2 separate regions of the Rattus norvegicus genome follow, and region 2 is linked to region 1. Evidence: chromatin contacts called from public Hi-C data. All regions are on one chromosome and are shown on one strand. The core of a region is the stretch at or near the end of the contact, and the rest is flanking DNA. Distances in the headings are between cores, read along the strand shown.

The links. A called contact is a pair of places that touch in the nucleus more often than the background predicts.
Region 2: a Hi-C map of Schwann cells shows a contact between it and region 1, with 2.9 times the contacts expected there. The contact joins the enhancer-like site here to the promoter of Duox1 in region 1. A contact is called at or near these places in 3 of 12 Hi-C or Micro-C datasets (Schwann cells, kidney and liver).

The regions. Positions count from the first base shown.
Region 1 is chr3:129,713,594-129,717,412 of GRCr8, reverse strand. It overlaps Duox1 (dual oxidase 1), which reads right to left and starts at 1,417. Exons shown (of 33, transcript NM_153739.2): 1 at 1,329-1,417. The coding sequence starts at 1,386. Duoxa1 (dual oxidase maturation factor 1) reads left to right here and starts at 3,407. Exons shown (of 8, transcript NM_001107767.1): 1 at 3,407-3,625.
Region 2 is chr3:129,747,846-129,751,528 of GRCr8, reverse strand. It overlaps Duox1 (dual oxidase 1), which reads right to left. Exons shown (of 33, transcript NM_153739.2): 32 at 3,650-3,683; 33 at 2,368-3,018. The coding sequence ends at 2,896. It overlaps Shf (Src homology 2 domain containing F), which reads left to right. Exons shown (of 4, transcript XM_039106536.2): 4 at 758-1,626. The coding sequence ends at 783. Among named protein-coding and RNA genes, the nearest start is that of Shf, 20 kb to the left of the region's middle. Within about 2 kb of position 1,643, at least 45 of the 93 cell types and tissues checked have an H3K27ac peak or open chromatin away from gene starts, as enhancers often do. A contact at or near this core is called in Schwann cells and liver, where this site is marked.

The DNA of each region.
Region 1 (3,819 bases), core at 168-2,667:
CTCAAGAGGAACCCTCAGCTGTTGGGGGAGGGGGAGAGGTTACTGAGGAAGCAGGACAAGAAGGCAGGATCTAGAATCCTCTTGGCCAGTAGATTAGGTGACCAGCCAGACACGTTCCCCTAAAACACAGCTAGATTTCTTTTCTACTCACCTGAGAAAACAGAATAAAGCAAAAGGGGCCCCATTGCTCTGAATGTCCTCAGACCAAAGACAGGATTTTCAAGATGTGGGTGATGTATGACACATACAGACACTCATCAAGAAGGAAAATGACTTCACCTGGCTAGGATCTAGGGCAGTAGGACACACACACACACACACACACACACACACACACACACACACACACACACGACCTCCAAAATAAGATGAACAGTAGCAGGCCAAGGGCAGTAACCTTTGGAGAGAGTCTGTCTTGGGGATAAGAGGCACAAACTGGGAGAGAAAATGAAGCCTCGAGGAGGGAGAGTACTGGAATGAACTGAAATGTGCGTGGCGTTAGCAAGGGAGAAGTGTGAAGTCCGCATCACTATCTCGACATTGCCAACCAGGAGAGTCATCTTCATTTATCATCTCCCAAGGTGCAAAAGACTTTCAGGTTTGTTGTTGGTGCTTGTTCTGAGACAGTCTTAAGTAGCCCAGATTGACCTTGAACTCACATACCGGAGGATGACCTTAAATTAATCCTCTTGCCTCTACCTCCAAAGTGCTGGCATAGCTACCATACCCAAACAGAAGCCTGCTCCTTTGACCCTAACCTGTAATATCATGTGTCCTCTCTCCTCAGAGCCCTACACTACAGGGGACAACCACTGATTCTAAAGCTCTCAGACCTCCAAAGCTGGGATTGCTGTGGGTTATACTGTGTTCTGATGAAATTATTTTATTTTGTGCTTTATTTTTTCAACATTGGGGATGAAACCTAGGACCTCATATGTGCTGTGCAAATGCTCTACCACAAAATTATATCCCCCGTTCCAAAGATCATTTTATTTTAAAAAAATTGGTGAGTCCTTTTTAGCTTTGGGTCCAATTTTACTCCAGGAAGCTTTATTGTCCTAGATGTCTATTCAGTCTTTCCTATTTCACGTCAGGAGAACTTACCTCATAAACAAGACAGAAGACGGAGGAGAGAGAAAGGGACCCACACTAGAAACCATTTTCATTCTATTGTCTGCCCATTTACTCAACAACTAGAAACAAGTGCCTGGTATATACAGGGTACTATATCTGTGGGGGATGCAGAAATGATTGACACATCTTTGGAAAAGGCCAGAGGACCTTGGTTCCTCTGATCCTATGCAGCTCTTCCTCTAGTCTGTACTCACCCAAAGAAGCCAGCATCCCAAAAAGGAGGATCCAGGCCACAGCTGAGTAGACTGCCATGATGAAAATAGTAATGGGGGATGAAATGTTGAAATACTTCAGAACAGAGTCCTAGAACAACAGAAGGTAGAAGGATGAACCCTGGGTATTTAAGAGGATCATGATAAGGTGAGGCCCCTAAGAATCAAGACTGGGGAGTTGGATTTGGGGAGCAAAAAGAAAGAGACTCACTCTCTCGGAAGGTCTTTAGTTCATTCAATAAATAACTGACCAACACACGATATGTACGGAACTGACCTCAACTCTCGAGTCAGTGAGGAACAGAACAAAGACCACCCTGCCCTTGTGAACTTTAGTGTCTGAGTATCTGAACACCCTTGCTTTGGTCCAGCTGCCCACAGAGGCTGCTCCATAGCCAGAGCCCAGCATGGGAAGAGGAAGCTGAGGGACTCAGGCAAGGTCTCAGATCTGCTGTTCATCTTCTGTGGGATCTGAGGTAAACCAGTTATCTCATCCAACCCTTATCATCCTCTCCTAGCCAAGGTGGGGAGTGTGCCAGAACTGTTCACTCCACAGAATGATCAGAGTCTGACAGGAGGTTGAGGTTGAATTCAAGCCAAGAAGACTGACAGGTGTAATGCAAATTGGACAGAGGCTGAGGCGTGACTATGACTCCTTTTAGAAAACTCAAATGGAATATCACACCAGCGGCTTGTGTTTCAGTCCTGCCTTCCAGAGGCCAACACATAGGACCACAGGTAAACAGAGGCAGCAGGGGACTCAAGCCAGGACTTCTCTGGCAAAATGTCACTGAAGATGTCCTAAAGATAGCCTGAAGATTGGAGGCAGGATGGTGAAAGACACGTGCTCAGAGAAAGCCCCATCTGCAGCCAGGGCACCTGAATGTGCTATCTAGTTGAAGATGAGAACCCAGCAGGTGACCTCACCCACCCACCCCCCCATCTCCTACTAGACAAGTGTGAAAACCCTGCCCAGCCCAACTCAGGATTCCATCTATCTAGAAGTTCTTTGGAGCTGGGATCTAGAGAACAGAAGCTGGTGTGTTGGGGGTGGTAGAGTGACGGGCCATGGTTGTGCTTCCCTAATCCAAATAGTTTGACCTCCTTTCCCTTCCAATCAAGTCTTCAGGAGCCTGGACTCCAAACGTAGATACATCATTCCATCCCTAACACCCTGTAGGCTTTCAGGATAGACTGTGGGGACAAACTCAGGAGAGTGGCCATGCCAATAACCTCTCTCTGAGTAGGTAGCCCTTAACAGTTTACACAGCCACTTGGGTGTGGTAACTTCCCAAACAATCTGGAAATGAAGGCTCAACTCCAGGACAATGAAGCCCCAGGCAGTGGCAGATCTGGGAGAGTTACAAGTTTGTCTGTTTCTTGTCCACATGGTCATTTTCCCCAAATCAGAGTCTTAGAATTCTGTTGGCCCCGAGGTGGGAAGGAGAGGGAGATGAGTTAAAGCCAGAGATTCCAACCAGAAGACCCAGGGAGTAACTGTATACTGAAGACCAACAAAGTCTCCTTGGCATGATGCGCTCACTGGTGCCAAGAAACCCTCTAGGCCCAAACAAACTAGGTCACTCAACGTTCTCAGGACCAGTTGACCCTGGTTTCTCAAAATGTTGGTGTGCTTAGCTCCCGCCTTAGCAAGGTCCCTTTTAATCTCTGGGGAAAGATTGGAGGTGCACGAGGCTACCATTCCCATTCCGAAGAAAAGGAGGCCCACCCTTTCCCCACTGTCCCCACCCCTAGAGCCCTCTCCCTGGGAGCACCCACTTCCATGGGCCAAGAGAAATGTTCTGGGATCTAACCTTAGCTTCTGGTCGTCCCAGCCTGGGACTGCGGATAGGCTCCGGGCTGTCTCCGGGTTCGCTGTAGCCCGCTCGGTTCTGGCAGCTTCTCCTGCTCTGAGTCCGGGCGGGCGGGGCTGAGGGGGAGGGTGAAGAGCGGACAGCGCGTCCCAGCTTTGGGGCGGGGCACAGTAGGGCGGGATAGAGGCTAGCGCGGGACCCGCGTGAAAGGGGACCGGAGCATGAAAGGTGAGACCGTGTAGGATGCAGGGCTCCTGGGTGCCGAGGGTTCAAGCCATTTGGGAGGCGGGAAGGGCAAGTCTCCCTCCCCAAGTTCCAACTCTTGAGAGTTGAGGAAGAGGGTGGAAGATAAACGGGGTGCGGGGCAGGAGAGCTATTCCCAAATCCTCCCCACACAGTCGGGGCTCTAAAACAAAGATAATTACCCAACATTCACCTACAGATCAGACCTGGCGCCAAAGCAAGGTATTCATCTGTCCCCAAAACCTGTAAGTCTGGGTAACCAGAGTTCCTGGTGGAATCTCCCAGGTCTTACTCTCCTGAGAGCCTCATTTGTGTTACAGCCGCCCGGGATGCTGGCATGGGTAGGAATAGGGGATTTTAGGGGTGGACGCAGAGGGCACAAGTGCTGGAGTTCTGCCCTAGTGCGCCAGTCCGTC
Region 2 (3,683 bases), core at 394-2,893, 34 kb before region 1:
CACATCCAGGCCCTAAGACCTGCTCCACACAAACTCTGTACTGAAAGGAAGATTAAGTCTCTGCAGCAGCTTTCTTCTCTGCTTCAATCAGACTCCAGGATGGGGGACTCCCATCCCCTCTCGCCTTGCCTCACCTCCACACTGTAGTTCCTTTTTCTATCACTCTGGGTAGGTAAAGCTAACAGAGTCTCCAGATGCTGTCACTCTAGGCCTAAGGGCTGGCTGGACGGACTGAGAGGGCTTGACGTGGTGTAAGACCCAAAAACTGGTGTGGCCATAAATCTCAAGAAGGGGCGCTGAGCATAAGGCAGGGCTGCAGTTCAGTTGGTAAGGTGCTTGCTAGAATGTACAAAGCCCTGGGTTCTGTGTTCAGCACCCCATAAACTGGCACACACCTGTAATTAAGAGGTAGAGACAGAGGCTAGCCTGACCTACATGAATCTGTCTCAAAAAACCAGGTAGGGTTAAACTGGCCTTAGCCAGAGGCTGATGGGCTAGGATCACAGAATTGGAGGGTGGAGGTCACTGCTCTCTCTACCAGCACACACCCTGTATACTCACCACACACACATTCTTGGCACACCCAATGTCCTCACCACAAAGCCAGTGCCTCATGCTACCTACTCAACCCTCTCCTCCTCACCATCCCTTCCCTAGCCACTTCCCACTTGAAGCTGGCTTTGGAACCACACTTGCTGGGAGGGTGGTAGGGCACTAGGAGGAACCCCTGGTCACCAGGATCCCTTTCTCTTCCTAGGAGCAGTCAGGGCTTCATGCACATGAAGCTGTCTCGGACCAAGGAACACAAGTATGTGCTGGGCCAGAACAGCCCACCCTTCAGCAGCGTCCCTGAAATCGTGCACCACTATGCCAGCCGAAAGCTGCCCATTAAGGGAGCGGAACACATGTCCCTGCTCTACCCTGTGGCCATCCGGACTCTGTAGATGTGAGACCAGGGCAGTATGATAGACCTGGACCCAGCCCTTGTCACCTGCACGAGGGCTGCGGTTCTTGCTAAGGACATGATGTCAGAAACTTGGCTTCCCCTTGTCCTAGGATCTAGTAGGCGCTGAAGATTCCTTAATTTATTATAAAGGGGAGGGAATCATGGGCCTTGGAATAAAGGGGCTGTGTGGAGCTGGGAACAGAGGAAAGCCTGAGGAGGAAAGGATCTTCCCGCCCCGGTCAGACACTAGGGAGGAAGTGGCGACCTCCCGCACGACCCACCCTCCGCCCCTTCCCTCTTCGGTCCCCCAGCCCCTGTCCCCAGAGTGCCCGCCCGGGCTCCCAGCCAGAAGCTCGGCCAGGCAGAACCGCGGCAGCCGGCGCCGCCCAGAGACTGACGGGAGGGGGCGGGGAGCGAGCCAGACTATAAATCGGCGCTGGAGCCGACGCCGGCCGCCTGCGAAAAGCACTTTCCGAGCATCCACTCGCTTTCCTTTGACCAAACGTCTCCCCCCGCTGCAAACGCAGGGCGGGGGCTGCCCGGGCTGCGTCGCTCCTGCCATTGCTCCCGAGCGAGCACAGCTTCCCGCCAGAAGCCGTTTGTCCGGGACGCGGGAGGCGCCGAGAGACAAAGAGGCAGCGCGCCTGGCTGACGACGAAGGCGGCGCTGCCACGCGGAAAGCGCGCGCAAGCCTGACTGACTAGGCGCGCCGAGTCCCTTTCCCTTAGCTCCCTCTGGTGGCCGGGCCCCACGCACCTCAGCCGACGCCCGTGGGTTCCGGGTCTTCTCGCTCCTCCACAGACAAGTTCTGTGGGGGCCAGACAGACGCCCTCGGGACGGTGGTTCTGTTAGGACGACCTGAGGCCCCTTACTTCAACCCAGGTCCGCGGCACTGGTGTGTGCCTTGATTCAGTTGGGAGTTTCTCCAAAGTGAGGGTGTGTGATCTGAGAAACCAGGGAGTAGATGGAATCATTTGGCATTGGGCAGCTTTTCAGAAATTCTCCGAGAGTTGCTCTGCTTTTGAGTGACCGGAAGAGAACTCACCATTTTGCATATCAGGAAACAGACCTGGGGCAGTTAGGAGACTTCTGTCTCCTCGTGTTGCCCAGAAGACCTTGTCTGGGGCAGAGCTAGAATAGCTAATGCCTTGGAGGAAGTCAGGCTGACTGCAGCTCCCTGGGACTCCTCTGTCCTTCCTGACCGCTATCAGCAGCCTCACACAGTCCAGCGTGAGGAAGGGGACCCTCCCCCGCCCCAGGAGGAGGGAAGAGACCTCCATTGGGGTATTCAGCCTTTGCCGCTTTTATTCGGTAGTGAGACATTGGCAAAGCCCACTGGGTGGATGATTTCCTTAGCTTCACCCTAACCTGAGACAGAAAGAAAAAGAAACCCCCGAAGAGGGAAACACCGTTTATTTGCAAAAGAGAGGGAGAGAGGTCTGGAGGGCACTGCTCCAGGAGGTTAGTGGGTACAGAAGGGTCTGACTACATTTTAAAGTTCGAGAGATCAGTTGTGCGGTTAGGCTGGTCTTTCTGTAAGTGGCCCCTGGCTACTCTAGACATCTCCCAACCATTTTGAAGACAGGAAGAACAGAGTGAAGAGGACTCAAAGATGCCAGCATCCATACTACACTCAGACTCAATTACCTACACACACTTGACAGGTTGTCTGCTGAAGTTTTGCGACTCTCACATTGTCCCATCCCCAAACCTCCCCTACTTCAGAACCTGTAGTTCTTAAACATTGCTCTTTCTCCGAGCTCAGCTCACGACACACTCTGGCCCTAGAGATCTCTGAGCCCACATATGATGCCTGAGCATGGCTGTCTGGATCAAGTTGGCAGGTGGGAAGGGCCAAGGCTGAGGTGGCCAGAAAGGAAGAGCACTGGGTTGAGGCACAGGCCAAAGCCCCTGCTGTCCTCGCAGGGCAGAGTGGGCATAGTTGCTGGCTAGAAGTTCTCATAATGGTGAGAGAAGTGAGTCCTATCCTGCTTGTTGATGAGCTGACAGGCCTTCTCCACGTTCTTGGTCATGCCAGGGGGACCACAGCTAAATACTCCAATCTTTCGCACCTGTTGGAGGAGGAAGAGCCAAAGGGGAACACAATTGCTGCTATAGCTGGGTCAGTATTCAAAACAATAGCCAGGTTCATGCTCCTGGTGCAGGCTAGTGTTTTGGTCCTGTTAAAGACCATTCAGTGTTCACACTGAAGATTTATTTTGTACCATGTGTAGTGAGGGCTGGCTCACAGTCTAGCTCAATGTTATGAGTGCTAGGTCGGTATAAAAGGTCCAGCCAAACCAATGTTCAAATGAGGGACAGCTTGGTGAATATGATATCTGTGGTCAGCCCACTCACTGTTCACCATAAAAATTAGTCCCACATCCAGGAAAAGAGCTGGCTTAGTAGCAACGGTAAGTGTAGCCCTGAGTGTATAGTGTATAGTGTATTATTGGGCTCTTCTGTTTAGTGGATGAACTTAGGCTTCAGAGTTGGCAAATCTCTGTGCCCTTCATCCTTCCTCCTTTACTGTCTTCCTGCCTTAGAATGGCCCTTTATGTTGCTCTAGTCTATAACTTACTAATCTCCCAAGAGATAGATTCTCAGCAGTGGCCAATTGTTCCCTTGATAGAATAGGACTGAACTTTGCTTAGCCCCCAGATGATCAAGGGAGTGGAGAACTAAGATATGAAGTAGACTTACTTGGGGGTGGACCTCCTGCAGAGAGTTGAAAAAG